Regions from separate parts of the Pan troglodytes genome. Here region 1 is linked to region 2. The links are chromatin contacts, called in public Hi-C maps. All regions are on one chromosome and are shown on one strand. The core of a region is the stretch at or near the end of the contact, and the rest is flanking DNA. Distances in the headings are between cores, read along the strand shown.

Region 1 (7,309 bases), core at 2,781-5,280, 290 kb after region 2:
TTGGTTATCTACTGCTGAGTAATAAAATGTGCCAAAATGTAGTGGCTTAAAACAATAAACATTTGTTATCACTTGTTTCTATGGGTCAGAAATCTGGGCTGAGCTTATCTGGTCCTCTGGCTAAGGTATTAGCTGGGACTACAGTCATCTCAAAGTTCAAATGGGTGGAATCTGCTTCCACACTTACTCATATGACTATTGGCAGGCCACAGGTTCTACCTGGTAGTTGCCAGAAACATCCATTCCTTGACATGTGGGCCTCTCCATAGGACAGCTCACAAGATGGCAGCTTGTTTCCTTCAAAGCAAATGAAGGAGAGAACCAGAGAAAGTGAACAAGAGAACAAGATAGAAGCCACAGTCTTTTTTTTCTTTTTTTTGAGAAGGAGTTTCGCTCTTGTTGCCCAGGCTGGAGTGAAATGGCGTGAACTCGGCTCACCGCAATCTCCGCCTCCCAGGTTCGAGCCATTCTCCTGCCTCAGCCTCCTGAGTAGCTGGGATTACAGGCATGCGCCACCATGCCCAGCTAATTTTTGTATTTTTAGTAGAGACGGGATTTTGTCATGTTGGTCAGGCTGGTCTCAAGCTCCTGACCTCAGGTGATCCACCCTCCTCGGCCTCCCAAAGTGCTGGGATTACAGGCATGAGCCACCACGCCCAGTCTGTCTTTTTGTAACCTAGCCTCAGAAGTGACATGCCATCACTTTTGCCACATAGAAGTGCATCACTAGGTCCAGCCTATATTCAAGGAGAGGGGATTACAAATATGTATGAATACCAGCAGGTGGTGATTTATTGGGGCCTATCCTAGAAGCTGCCTACCACAAGGAATAATGGGAAATAAGATTGGAAATATGGGCTGGGACAGATAAAAGAAAGCCATAGAAGCTAATCTGCGAATGAAACTATACAATTGGAAATGGAGGGTAGAGAAAATCAAATTTTATATGTAAGCCCACTTTTGGCAAATTGTAGTGCTGGATAAATAGAATTTTGAGGGTCATCTTAAAAACCAGTTGTTTAACAACAAGTAGAAAATGTCAACCAATGACAGCTTCCAGGAAACAGACCCACTCTATTTTATCAGGAAATAATGGTCAAAAAATTGTACAGAACATAGCTACCTACCTTCAATAAATAGTTCTAACAATCTATCCTGACAATGCATTCCTGAAAATCCAGAATTGATAACTGATTTTTGTGACAGTTTTTCTGTCTTAGGATAGGAAATAAGATTCAATTTCACTAGCTTTCAAAATTCTTTGACCCCCCCCAAACCACAGCAAGAAATACATTTTACATCAGCAGTCCCCAACATTTTGGCACCAGGGACCGGTCTTGTGGAAGACAATTTTTCCACAAAAAAATTGGGGGAGATGGTTTCAGGATGAAACTGTCCTACCTCAGATTGTCAGGCATTAGTTAGATTCTCATAAGAAGTATGCAACCTAGATCCCTCACATGTGCAGTTCACAATAGGGTTTGTGCCCCTATGAGAATCTAATGCCACCACTGATCAGGCCAAATGCTGGCTGAACTGCCACTCACCTCCTGCTGTGCAGCCCAGTTCCTAACAGGCTTCAGACTGGTACCAGTCTGCTGCCCAGGGGTTGGGGACCCCTGTTTTACATCACAACTCATAATACACACACACATATATATACAGACACACATAATCACATATATGTATACATATGTATACATATATACACACATATATATACACATAATCAAGATAAAAGATTTACAGAATATAGTACATATGACATACTGATTTTTTTAAAAAATTATTCTGTTCTACTGCATTGAAGAAAATAGAAAGCTAGTACTAATCCACTGAATTCATCACTATCCACCACTTGGTCCCATTCTGAAAGTTTAAAAAATGCTGCTCTTCTAGAACATTAGCTTAGAAATCAAACAAAATTATAGCGCACTGACCAATAGGTATTTGGCAATATCGTTTCCCAGAAATTGAATGAGGACACTGTGTCCAATGCATTCGAGCCCAAAACATAACAGCAATTGCTCAGAGCACATCAGGCCTCAGTTGGAAGTCTGATGGAGTTAGCAGGCATGCCTCAGTTTGGCCCTCGAAAAGACCAATCAAACTGGCAATAAAAACATGGAAGTTTCACCCCTCCACCCTTCTTTTTTTGTCATTTACTGTTCAAGTTCTGATCATACAGAGACCAGATCAATATTGCAGCTCCCCCCCGCCCCTGCCCCCCACTTTGCCCTCAGCTGTACAGGTATTGTGCTTCTCCTAAATATGTGTTGCAATACAAACCACCAAAAAGTCCAAAAGACATGAGATTTACTTATAGTGCCACTTGCCACCCATAACTACCAACCCTGAGGGCCTCCTTAGCACCTCTAACTGGGCAGAGGAAACGACCAGAGATTCATCTGGAATGAAAAAGTGGTTTAAGACCTTTTGATTGTTATCAGTTGAAACCTAATATAAAGAAACTTCCTGGGACTCCTCTCTAACCTACCACTACCAAGATTGTTGTGACAAGAAGAGTTGATTGATTTTACTGGGGAATGTATGTGGAAGGAAGATAGTTTTTTCAGCCCTAATTGTGTGTCAAATTCCAAACCTGCCCTTGGGGAGTTCACAATCTTTGGGCAGATGATACTACCAATAGTCTGGAACGATTTTGAGTGCATGACAGCACGGATTTTTAAAAGTCCGTCACCATATTGTTTTAGAAAATAGTACCTGCAAAAAGAGGGCTGAGTACGGAGGGATTAAGGCATGCGGGGCGCTTTCCTGTGGCTCGAAGACTAAGCCTTGCATGATAGCGGCATTTAAGGGGATGAGAGGAGATTGGACACTAAAGCAAGAATGGCTATTATTTAAGACTGGCCTGAACAGAGTAGAAGGTTTGCGGTAGGGAAGACTGGCCTGAACAGAGTAGAAGGTTTAGGGTAGGGAACACAGGAGTGTGATGGGGGAAATCGGGACCTCGCTTGTCAATCATAAACACTGGTGCAGGCGAGGGCACCCGAAGCCTCACGTGCGGCGGAAATAGGCAGTTGTACGGATTTCCTCAGTAAAACATTGAAAGCAAAAACTGCGATCACACCCAGCCCTTTCCTCTATGCCCTGCCCAATTTCTCCCAAGTCCCCAAAAGGAAGAGAGCAGTAGGTCAAACTTGTTTATTCATTCATTCCATGAACATTTCTCTCTCCTAAGGGGTCTTTGTTTCCTGCAAGGGAGTGAGTCTTGCCTTTCCCGCAGCACCAATTTTTCCACAGCGAAGGGTCTCCCTAGTTGCCTGGCTCAGCAAGACCACATCACCATTGAAGGGAAAGGACCAGGCTCCGCAGAAAGCGCCTCAGACCCGCATTCAGACAAGGCAGTGCCTTTGCCGGGGGCGGCGGTGGTGGGATAAGAGAAGCAACGTGTCAGCGAATGGAAAACTGGGGACTCCCAAACGGCCTTAGGAGCGCCGGGCTCCCCACTGGGGCCTCTTTCTAAGGCGCCTGGCTTGCTGGCCAAAAGGTAGCCTTTCCGCTAGTCCAGTTTCCATGGCCGTACAAAAAGCACATCCCGAAAAGGAGCTGCTCGCCGACCTCCGGCTAGTTTTGAAGAGTGAAAGCAGGTCTAGGTGGAAAAGAAAGAACAACAAACCATCAGGACAACCTTGCTGCCTTGGCCCAAGTTTGTGAGACAAAACCTCACTGTAAATCACAAAAATAACAATCAAGAAAGTGTTTGGTGGGAGGGTGGTGTCCCCCAAAAGCCTTGATGTGTCCCCCGAAAGCAAGGACTGCTGGTGACTCGGACAGGAGAAAATTTTAAGGAGATGGCTCCTCAAAGACAACCGCATGTGTTGAGCACCAACCCTGGCTGAAAAGGATAGGCAGGGGAAGCATCTGGGGGTCTTTCCAGACTATCTAGAAAGCTGGAGAGAGTGGGCTTGGGCTTTGCGGGAGAGTCTTGGGGGCGCCTGCGGGCGGGGCTGGGCCGCGGGCGCGGGCCGCAGAGGGAGGGGCAGGGAGGCGGGGCCTCGGTCTGGGCGGGTCGGAGGCGGGGCCCAGGTGGTGTTGATACACAAAGAGAAGGCGCCCGGGCGGCCGCGGTCCCGCCCACTGACGCGTTCCCGGGGTGCCGCTATAACCCGCCGCTCGCAGGGCTGCTCCAGAGCCGCGCGACGCCGCCGCCTTAGAACGCCTTCCCAGTACTGCTAGCAGCAGCCCGACCACGCGTTACCGCACGCTCGCGCCTTTCCCTTGACACGGCGGACGCCGGAGGATTGGGGCGGCAATTTGTCTTTTCCTTTTTTATTAAAATTATTTTTCCTGCCTGTTGTTGGATTTGGGGAAATTTTTTGTTTGTTTTTTATGATTTGTATTTGACTGAGAGAAACCCACTGAAGACGTCTGCGTGAGAACAGAGACCACCGAGGTAACGCGTGCGGGGGGGCGTCTGTGGGAAGGGCGCGGGGCCCGGGCGAGAGTGGGGGAGGGGCTTCCGGGAGGGGCCGCGCGGGAAGGCGGCCGCGGGGTCCGTTTCCTTTCGAGGCGGGCGTTGTCGGTTGGGCTGGCCAGCCTTCCACCCTGGCCCGCCGCGCGGGTGTCGCGCCCGCGACGTGGGCAGGAGAGCGGGCGCTGGGCGGGGGCCGCGTGCCTGCACGGTGCGGAGCCGCATCTTCCCATTAGGGGGAGGGGAACTAGCCCGGCCAGCGGCTCTGCTGCGGCAAGTCTTGTGACTGATTTGCATTTAATAATAAAAAAAAAAAATTAAGTCCAGGGAACCAGGAATCTGGGGGCGGCGGAGGTGGGCTTGGGCATGTATTACAGGAGAGGCCAAGATTGGGGAAGACGAGTTGGGAACATTTGACAATCGACGATCGATATTGCATCAGTTTTCTTTCCGGACATAGGAGGGGCTGGGCGGGCGTAGCACTCGCGGGCCAGCTGCCTGTGGACGGGTGTGCTTGAGGGCACTGGCGCGCGTGTGTAAACAAACCCCCAGCTCCCGGGGCCCGGGCGTTCGCCCCCCTCGAGAGAGGAGTAGTGTCGGCCCTTTCCGCCTCCTGGGGAAGGCTGTCTGCGGCAGAGGCATTTCCCCGTGTGGGGACTCCGGGCAGTAAAGGACAGATTACGCAGCATTGCTGTTCCAAATGCTAGAAACGGAAAGCCGTGCGCCTAGGTTGCATGCACACGAGCCAGGGTCGGGGCTGGATGTGTGCCCTGAGTGCCTGTGCACGTTTGGAGCGACTGGGAAAAAGCAAAACAGAACCCCCCTCGCCCCCTCCACTCCGACGAGGGACAATAGAGAGGGTGAAATACTGAAATCTGCCGGAGTAGGGGGCCTCGACGGCCGCAACACAGCGGTGGCATCATCTTTGTTCTCCGCGGCTCCGCCGTCTGTACTTTTCCGCCCCTCGGCGCGCCCCCGCCCCTCGCGCGCGGCTGGTACTTTTCCACTCGCCTGGCCTGGGATGAATCAGCCGCGCTGCGCCTCCCGGCGGCGTCACGTGACCGCGGCGGGCTGGCGCTGCGGTCCTGACGCGCCGCCTCTACATTCGCAGGCCGACTCGCGGGCCGCTGCACCCACCGCCAAGGACAAAAGGAGCCCAGCGCTACTAGCTGCACCCGATTCCTCCCAGTGCTTAGCATGAAGAAGGCCGAAATGGGACGATTCAATATTTCCCCGGATGAAGACAGCAGCAGCTACAGTTCCAACAGCGACTTCAACTACTCCTACCCCACCAAGCAAGCTGCTCTGAAAAGGTGGGAGAAGTTGTGACACTTTTGAAAAAACGGCTTGCATGGGTTGGGTTCAGGGAGTTACCTAGGACTCTGCTTCCATTGCTTTAATTTGCTATAGCATTTAGAGAAGGTGCGTAATCTCTGAAAGAGTATCCGATTATCTTGTAATGACAAGATAGCTGGTGTGAAAGTCAACTCCTAGTTAATATTTATACATTAAGTAAAGATGTTGTATCAGAACTATGCTGTTGGAGGGTATTTTATGTTAAAGCAGTCTTGTGTGTAATGATAGATATTTCAATCCAGTTTACAATTATATATGTCTATATTTTTTGCAGCCATTATGCAGATGTAGATCCTGAAAACCAGAACTTTTTACTTGAATCGAATTTGGGGAAGAAGAAGTATGAAACAGAATTTGTAAGTTAAAAATAGTAATTTGTCTGTCAGTGGCTTTATGGAGTAAAAGAATAGTTTTACTTTTAGAATTCAAATCTAACTTGCCCAAAGCTGGTTTTCTCCATTTAATTATTGTTATATGTTTGGTTATCGTTTTCCCTCTATGTAGCATCCAGGTACTACTTCCTTTGGAATGTCAGTATTTAATCTGAGCAATGCGATTGTGGGCAGTGGAATCCTTGGGCTTTCTTATGCCATGGCTAATACTGGAATTGCTCTTTTTATGTAAGTATGTGTAAGTAGTGAGTCTGCCATGCAGGGCAGTTACTATGGTAAAACATATCTTGGCTCCAGAAACTGAATTTACAGTTGGAGTAGCTGACTCAAAAGTTACTTGCTTAAAATTAAAAGTATGAGAAACCCCAAAAAATCTCTTTATTCTACTACATACTGCACAATATCAAGAAAGCCAACTAGAAAAAAATAGGGCAGTCCTTAAAACTGACAAATTAAGCCAGAAGTCTTCTAAGTCAGTGGGAATAGTTAAAACAAAATGGTAACAGATGGTAGATATTAAAAAGAACTATGGCTAAATCCAGGGTAGGTATAAATTTTGTTTTGGCAAATCAGAAGCTGAAAATCCTAATAAGCTCCAAATCATTTTGGTAAATCGACACAGTTCTTAAGGACCTGTGGCCCCTTACGTGAATAAGGAAAAGAAAATTTCTCTAAACATACAGGGTGTGGTGGTATTTACCCAGCCTGGAACATGTTTGTTTTAAGACGAGGGAGTCATATTTCTGGACCCTGAAAAGCAATCCATACATGTTTTTTTAATGTTTGCTTTTGTCAGACCTGTTCGATTGCCACATGTTGTGGCAAAAAATGAATATTTTAGTAAGTACTTGTTTTTAAATGGTTCCCCCCACAGTTGCACAGTTAGACTTAATTACTCCTGTGCTTTCCAGCATAAATACGTGGATAGACTCTTAGAGGTACAGAAGACTTCAGAGCAGTGGTTCTTAGCCATTTTTGCGTCACTGACTCTTGGAGAATATGATAGAAAAATGTGGATCTTATTTCCAGGGAAAAAGCAGAAAACAAAAATACATGCAATCTTAAGCATGTATTTTTCAGTGACGTTTGTATCATAGCCCTTAAGTTTAAGTACCCGTGGACCCCT
Region 2 (7,840 bases), core at 2,017-4,516:
GGTGAAGAAGCATAGCTGGAAAAAAATTGCTTGACAAGGCTTTTGCAGGAATCAACAGGGAGTTTAGGCTAAATGACCTATAAAGTCTCTCCCAATCCTGAAATCTATGATTCCTTATTCTAAAACAAGTATTTAAAAGTAGCAGAATGTGAGTGCACACCAGATATCTCAACTCTATTTAATCATCCTTATTAGTGGAAATTCTCCATGAATCACAGCCATAATGTGTGTGAATAAAAAGCTAACCAGCTGTGACACCAGACAGGGTCCAAATATTGGTTCTGCTACTTGTTGACTGAGTAGATGTGGACTAATCAATTAACCCCTCTGAGCCTCAGTTTCCTGTAAAATGGGGATAACTGCATGCACCTTGCAGGAGTGTGGATAGATTTGAGGTAGCGCATGCAAAGCGTCTAGCCCTAAAGTAATTCTCAATCCACAGCAGCTATTATTATTACCATCAGAGAGTGTCTGAAACACAATAATTCAGTTACAATAATGAAATTCTGAACTCAGCTTAACTTGATGAACTTTACTGCCTTATATGAAAGAAAAATACTGCTCAAGTAAGGAATGAAAAGAGAATAATAGTCTCAACTTTAAGGAACAATATCAAACTTCTTTCTTCACAAGTATAGAATCCTTTTAAATTTTGCACATTTCAAAATCACTTAAATACTGTTTGTTTAAATCTCACAATCGAGAGTATAAATTGATAAACCTTGGCTAGAAACAAACATAGCTTGACCCGTAATGTGCAAAAGGCATGTCACAGTCCAAGAACAGACAAAATGATCTCAGAGGGCAGCTTCTTTCTCCACTCACTTAAATCCTAAGCCAGAGGTGTGTGATTTCTCAGCAAGAAGCACAGTTTTCTTTTCCCTAGTTTATTTTAGTCATGGAAGTTGGTGAAGATGTGTTAAAATATGTTAAGGATGTTAAAGTATCAAAATGTTGTCATTTCTCCTTCAGAGAGATGAAAGAAGGTGTGAGCATAATTTTTATTACTTTGTGTTTACTAAACTCTGATTGAAAGCATCAATCTTGGTAATATTATGAATATATAGATTTTCTAAAAATTTCCCAGATCTGCTCTTTAGTTTTGGCTGCCAGTATACAGTATTTCATGTGACAGTGGGAAGGCTTATGGGCTCTACCTTAAAGAGACCTGGACTCTAGTCTGATCTTGGCTTGTGTGTCATCCTTCTAAAACATAAATCAGATCATGTCTGTTCTCAACTCAAAACCCTCCAGGGCCTAAAAGCTCAGAGCTCTTACCACACCCACCAGGCCCTGTGGGATGTGCCTCCTCCACTCCCTGCTCTCAGATCACATTCCCTGCCCCTCTTGCCCTTCACTTTTGCATTCTGGCCACCTTGGCCTTTAAGTGGGAGTCCACCTCAGGGCTTTGCACTTGCTGTTCTGTCTGCCTGCAATGTTCTTTCCACAGATATCCGTGCAGTTCACTCCCTTACCTCATTTGGGACTGTGCTCAAATGTTGCCTTCACTGAACATTCTTTCTAAGAGAGGACTCCCTTTCATCACCCTTTAGCCCTCATCTTGCTTGATTATGTTTTCTTTAACATTTAGCATTACCTGACCTTGTATATATTTCTTTGTTTAATTTTTATTAAATATCCCCCTTCCCACTAGAATAAAAGTCCATGAAAGCAGTGACTGTGTTTGTTTTGCTCACTGCTGTAATCCCAACATGTAGAACAATAGTACCGAGCACATGAAAGACACACAATAAATATGTGTTGAATTGATTAAAGAATTACTTTGAATAAGATACATAATCTCACTTGTGTTCCAGTCTGTAAAATGAGGAGGTTGAATTAGAAAATCTTTAAGTTATGCTCATGCTCTAACATTCAGTGATTTCTTAGTTTCCTAAGCCAGTTTTCTCAATTATTGTATTAGAAAAAGGAACACAAAGTTCCTTAAGGAACAATATGCTTCTGAGATACCCAAAGTTCTAAGTAAATATTATATTAGCATCACTATAACGTAAAATATTGCTCACGAAAAACATGTTACCATTCAGTCTTTTAAATATATTCCTCAAAAGACATCATCTCAAATATCTAGACACCAACCTTTGTCTGGGAAACATATCAGTTTTTCCATTGTTTTTGTGGCAACACTGGACACCCAACTCCACAATTATGAACTGTCACCTCCGTAGCTTGGAGTGGATGAAGAGATAAATCATTCCTTTAATGTCACAAACAGAATTCAGGACTTGGCTAAGTAAAATATGTGATGGTACACAGATTTCATTATATCTAAAGACAGCCAGCTCAAAAGAGGGTTCTAAGAATATTGGACCAATCAGTTGTCTTCAGCTTGCAAAAGCTGCCTTGCACTGGGCCATCAGTATTACCATTTTGCCCTCAATTACCAGCTATCTTTCTTTTCATAACATGTTAGATAACTTTTAATATTCACCTTCCAAAAATATTCAGTGGTATACCCACCTCAATCTTAGGGTTGACAGAACTGGGGATCAGAGAGAAAGAGAAATACAATGAAGAATATTTTCTCGGTTCTGTATCACTGTGTCTCTGGGGCCTAGAGTATGGTTGGTACTCCATAGATATTTATTGAGTGAATGGTGGAGTAGTGGAGCTAGGATGTAAACCCAGGTGTGTCCAAATAAGGCCAGTTCTTTGTTCATTCTATCCTGTGCCCTCCCAACCCTCACAAAGTCAGAAAGGTCAGAGGCAGCCAAGGTGAGGCAGAAGAGATTCAGTGATCTTGAGGCTCCTTTCCTAATTACCACTATGCTGTATTTGTGTCTAGAAAATGTCTGTCATCTTGGACTCATGAAACATGAGAATACAGTTAAAAATCAACAAATACAACAACAACAACATTAGGACTAAGGATCAAACATCCTAGTTTCAAATCCTGGCTCTGACTCTTACAACATACCAATCTTTGGCTATGCCACCTAGGCTCCTTGAACCTCCGTTTTCTTATCTCTGTAGATAAGAACCTCTGTTTCTTATTTTAGATGTTGCTAATCTCCTACTCAGAGAGTTAATGAGAAGATGTACTACCTGGCACTTAGTAGGTCCTAAGAATATGTGTTCATTATAAAACACAAATGAAAGAGACCATGATTATACAGGTCTCCCAGTCTATTTCCTGTGACCAGCTTGTTCATTAATGAGGCCAGTTACCACTAGGGGACACTGAACTAGCAAGAAACTAAGAAAGAATCAGACTGAAGGAGATCCATACACCAGTCAGTATTGGAGCTCCTGGCTTCTCCCTCCTTCAACAGATTGTTGAACTGCAATTGTTCTCATCACAGTCTCACTGTTGTAGAGGGAGCATTTGAGAGAGGGGTACTCTCTCAGGATGACTAAGCAGTCCAAGGCTATAAGGAAAGAATTCTGTTTCAATGCTGTGGTTAGGTAGCAACATTAGTATTTACATATATGTCTCCTCATTGTTGCAACAGCCACAGAAAGATAAGAATCTCTCCACTGAATTTTCTATTAGTGGCAGGTTCTAGACTTAATCAAATGGTCAGAGACCTCCCTTGGTGTTTTTTCTAATTTCCTGAGACTGAAACTTTTGGCAGCCCATTGTATACGTTTAGCAGGAAAATCCAAGTGAGTTGTATTTGCCTTGCTCATGTGAAAGATATGTTTGTACATATGTCATGTTCTAAATAATGACTTGCACATATCATTGTTTAGAAAAATCCTGTCCTTTGTTCCTTTCTTAACCCTGTGCAAAGGAAGATTAAACTTCTTGGAGATGCTCCGGCCAGCATTACCAGAAAAGGAAGTCAGAAATGAGAACTTGAGGCCACCCCTTGCATATTTCTTTAACACAAGACAGAAACATTCACCCTCCCTCTACACTGAATATTATTTCAGAGTTTTCTGCTTGAGATTACAAAATCTTTAACGGCAAAGATAGAATTCTATGACGTAACAACTCAATAAAGGTCCTGTTTCCAAATGCTCCTCCTGATCAGCACAACCATATAATTTATTATGCAGTCGGAGCCATTTTTTAGAGTGAAAGGGGATGCTCATAATGATTATGACAGAGGGGCATAAACTGATGAGTTTGTGATCACTTCATGCTTAATTGTGTTTAGAAACTGTTGAGACATATACAATCTTAACATTTTACCTTCAAAACATTCATCTTAGAAAATATCTTTACATGAGAAGTATTTGTGCTTATTCTGTACAAACAAGGCTGTCTTGATTCTCAGGGCAAGTTAGTATCTGCCTCCTTGCAGATGGGTGGAGTATTCTCTCTCTTGCTCGCTCTCTCTCATTTCTAAGCCTTGGTGAGCCCTTTCTTTAAGCAGTCTCTTTGGCACCAATATTTCTTCTAAAGACTTCCTTCCAAGACCCATTCCTCTCCCAGGCAAACTCTGTGGAATTACTCTTATCTTCTCTCTGTGACTGTTTTGTCTTCTCTATTTAAAAATGTGTCTATGTTATTATAATTCCAAAAATTTTTCTGCTAGTTTTCTATTCTAAACAGTAGTTATAATCTATTTTTGCAAGAAGGAAAATTACATATCAATTGTTCAATTAATGTCTTCTAAAAGGTAAAATGTTGCTTCTGTGTGTTTAATATGAATGCAGAAACAGAGAGACAGAGCCTGTCAGCAGAGGAGGTGGATCCTGCCATGGAGACAGGCAGATACCCCGGGTTATATATCGAGGTAAAATTATACACGTGCTCACCAACCGGGTAATTTCCTGTGAACAGTGGAGTCAGTATATTTACTGGAAAATCTCATTGAAAGGAAATGAGCATTATGAGCCCACTTGAATACTACATATTAAAATTCAGACTAAATAAGGAAGTAGAAAGGAAGTCACAGAGCAAAGAGTATGGAGAAGACAAAATACAGGGACCACATTTGTTGTTCTCTCTGCCTCCTGGGCACAGAATAAACAAATATTGGAATATTTGTTATTTAAAAATTATCTTCATTCTTCAGACTCCTTCCTGATCACTTTAGGTGGGAGATGATATATATGCATAACACAAAAGTAAAACATAAAAATCAAAGCCTCCTGGTATTTTTTTAAAGTGTGTTCAGGTTTCCTAAGCTAAGTCTTCTCTTTTTTGTACAAGAGACACTTCTACTTTTGTTCTTACTAGCCCATTTGTTCAAAATAGAAGGTTCTAACAACAACAGTTTTTTTAAAAGTCCCCCAGAGTTGTAAGCTCAGAGATACACAGAGCTCCAATTAGGTAGTAGCTCTTGTGAGCAGCTTAAAACCAGCATTCCAGAGTCCGGCAGTCTGCAAGGCATTTGGAAAATCAGTTCTGTATTTCCCTTAATAGCCAACCCCAATCATCCACATATATATTTATTATACGCTTTCGTACATTGTTCTAAATAACGACTTGCACATATCATTGTTTAAAAAAATCCTGAGCACACCCGTTGGTAAAAACACCACTCCAACTTCTCCACACACTTAGTCGCTTTCTTTCCCTCTTCTCCCACCTTTGGCCGCTCTGAGGCACAAAATGTTCAGTGAGCAGGACCCATCATTATTTCTCTAGGGACCCTGAACACTGGCCTTCTGTTTATAAGTTCATTTCCCAGACATTTTCTCAGAACACTCAACCGACAGTTAAACCCTATTAGTTAATTTAGTCTCCATGAATATGCTGTACACGGCCCCTTATTTTCTGGTAAAAACTAAATTAAACAAACAAAAAAAAGACTTGCAAATGTTTTTCTCATAAATAAAAAGGTGTTAGCTACAAGAGTCTCTTATACAAAGGCGTAGAGGCAGTTAAGAAAAAAAAAATTTTTTTGAGCACTAAAGTACAATTTTGCATCCAAGTGGGGTGGAAATTTTGATGCCAGTGTATATGGGCATTATAATTATAGATTAGGTGATTTCTCCTGGGTCCTGCCAGGCACAAAGAACATTTGGCTATGTGTGTGTCAATTTAACTGAAGTCATTACTCAGGAAACAGGCTTATGCTCCTCACTTAACATGTTCTTTTTAAAGCACTGGGATTGGCTCACTAAAAGAGCCTTTTGTAAAGTAATAAAACTTTTGCTTGTGTGAATTTTACCCTACTAACTGCTAAATTCCTTTTTTAGTGTATAGGATTTCCTCAAAGTGAAAAGCCCTCACTCTGTGATTTGATACAAAAGACATACCATGTTAAATTTCCCGTAAAATCTAATACATCGAGGAGGGAAGTAAAATCCATTATTGGGTCTTTTCCTCCTCGTGAGGTGAGAGAAAATTGCTCCCTCCTTGTAGTACCTTAACCCCTGGCTTGCCAGTATTTTCTCTTCTTGTAGTAGCTGTGTCCAAAAGAATAGCTAAAAAAGCAGCAAGGCTCACTTTTTATCTTTCAATAAGCTACAATATTAAAAATTAATTATATTATTTTAACCATATATATCATGTTGCAAAGACAAAACACAAACATCTGAAATTGTATGAAATGGCCTTATGTCCAGTTTAAGCCTAAGTATAGGAGTAGCCACAGATTGGGGGTGGTTTCCCTGCTGCAGATCAGCTGAGTCCTGGCCACTCTCAGTGACATGGCCCAGAAGTTTGGAAAGGCAAGGAAGGTATGAAGGTAATTCTAATTTCGGATTGATGGAATAACTCAAACAACTAACCCATTCTAACGACTCAGCCCCAGTTCTTCCCTTTAATGACTCTGAAAGGCAAAAATTGACAATTCTACTTGACCCTATTTTGCCTGTTTTCTGTTATTCTGCTTAGTGTTAGTAACAACTAACAGCTCTAATGCTTGTCTCTCACTGTACTGAGTTATCAAGTAAGTCTGACCGGCCATCACTTAACAGGCAGTCCTATCTGCAAAGGGACAGAGTTTCTATATTTGCTTCATGCTACAAGTGACATTTTATGACAATTGTGCCTCAAAAGTGGTTTTTTTCTGGAAAAAAAAAAAAACGAAAAATACTTCCTAGAAAAGTATTTCTCTCCTTATTCAGTATTGCACATCCCTCCTCTGAAAAGGAAAACAATTCAAATATGACAACTTTCTGAATTTGTTGGGTATTGCTTAAGAAAAAAGAAATATGTGCATATTTCTGATTATCTCCAGCATAGAATTGTTTAAGTCCTGGGGCAATATATGTGTTGGCTTACATGGCATTGAGCTCTCCCAAGGGAGACTGTACCCCATTCCTGATGAAAATATCAGCTTTCCCTTATAAGAACTGGCAGAGCTAAAAAAAACAATTCCTTTGTCTAGAGCCAATACCTTTTACCCAAGCATATTATTATCTTAGTAATCTATTTCATATAAAAACAACATTTGATCAAAATTAAGTTAGGGTGTCAGATAAGCTAGAGCCTTCAACTGTTTGGTTTTATTTTTCACAAGGTCAATTTTGACTCAAAGTTCTAGGAGATGAGTTTAAGATATGTGAATAAAAACACACACCCTTGCTGATTTTGCAAGCTTTCCAGCTACATAGACTTAGAACTTTGCTTATAGAGTTAGAAGGAGCCCTATGCATTATCTAGTTCTATAGAGAAACTGAGGCCAAGAGAGGTCAAGGGAATTGCCAAAGGTCACAACCAAGCAGTACCAAGAGCCAACCTTTCCCGCCTGCTAGTCCAGGACTCCTCCCATTACACCATCGTATCGTTATTTAGGTCAGCATTCAGTTAACAAACCATGACATTATGCACCCACCTCTATTTTCACAAATATTCCAACATTCAACAAACTTATGTAAAACAAATTTTATAACTAACTAGCATTCAGGAAATATCTCCTTCTAAAGAACTATCATCTTGCAAAAAATTAGTATTTGGTAAATGAAACCAGCTATT

The links. Hi-C and Micro-C count contacts between places; a contact is called where the count stands out from the background.
Region 1: a Hi-C map of induced pluripotent stem cells shows a contact between it and region 2, with 2.2 times the contacts expected there. The contact joins the promoter of SLC38A2 here to the enhancer-like site in region 2. A contact is called at or near these places in 2 of 7 Hi-C or Micro-C datasets (induced pluripotent stem cells and stem cell-derived neural progenitor cells), 1 of 1 datasets of contacts at active chromatin or transcription factors (stem cell-derived excitatory neurons) and 1 of 1 other capture datasets (stem cell-derived neural stem cells).

Annotation. Positions count from the first base shown.
Region 1 is chr10:49,477,204-49,484,512 of NHGRI_mPanTro3-v2.0_pri, forward strand. SLC38A2 (solute carrier family 38 member 2) reads left to right here and starts at 4,031. Exons shown (of 16, transcript XM_001164321.7): 1 at 4,031-4,417; 2 at 5,547-5,748; 3 at 6,066-6,147; 4 at 6,296-6,411. The coding sequence starts at 5,633.
Region 2 is chr10:49,190,350-49,198,189 of NHGRI_mPanTro3-v2.0_pri, forward strand. No RefSeq gene overlaps it. Among named protein-coding and RNA genes, the nearest start is that of SLC38A4, 170 kb to the left of the region's middle. Within about 2 kb of position 3,267, at least 5 of the 24 cell types and tissues checked have an H3K27ac peak or open chromatin away from gene starts, as enhancers often do. A contact at or near this core is called in induced pluripotent stem cells, where this site is marked.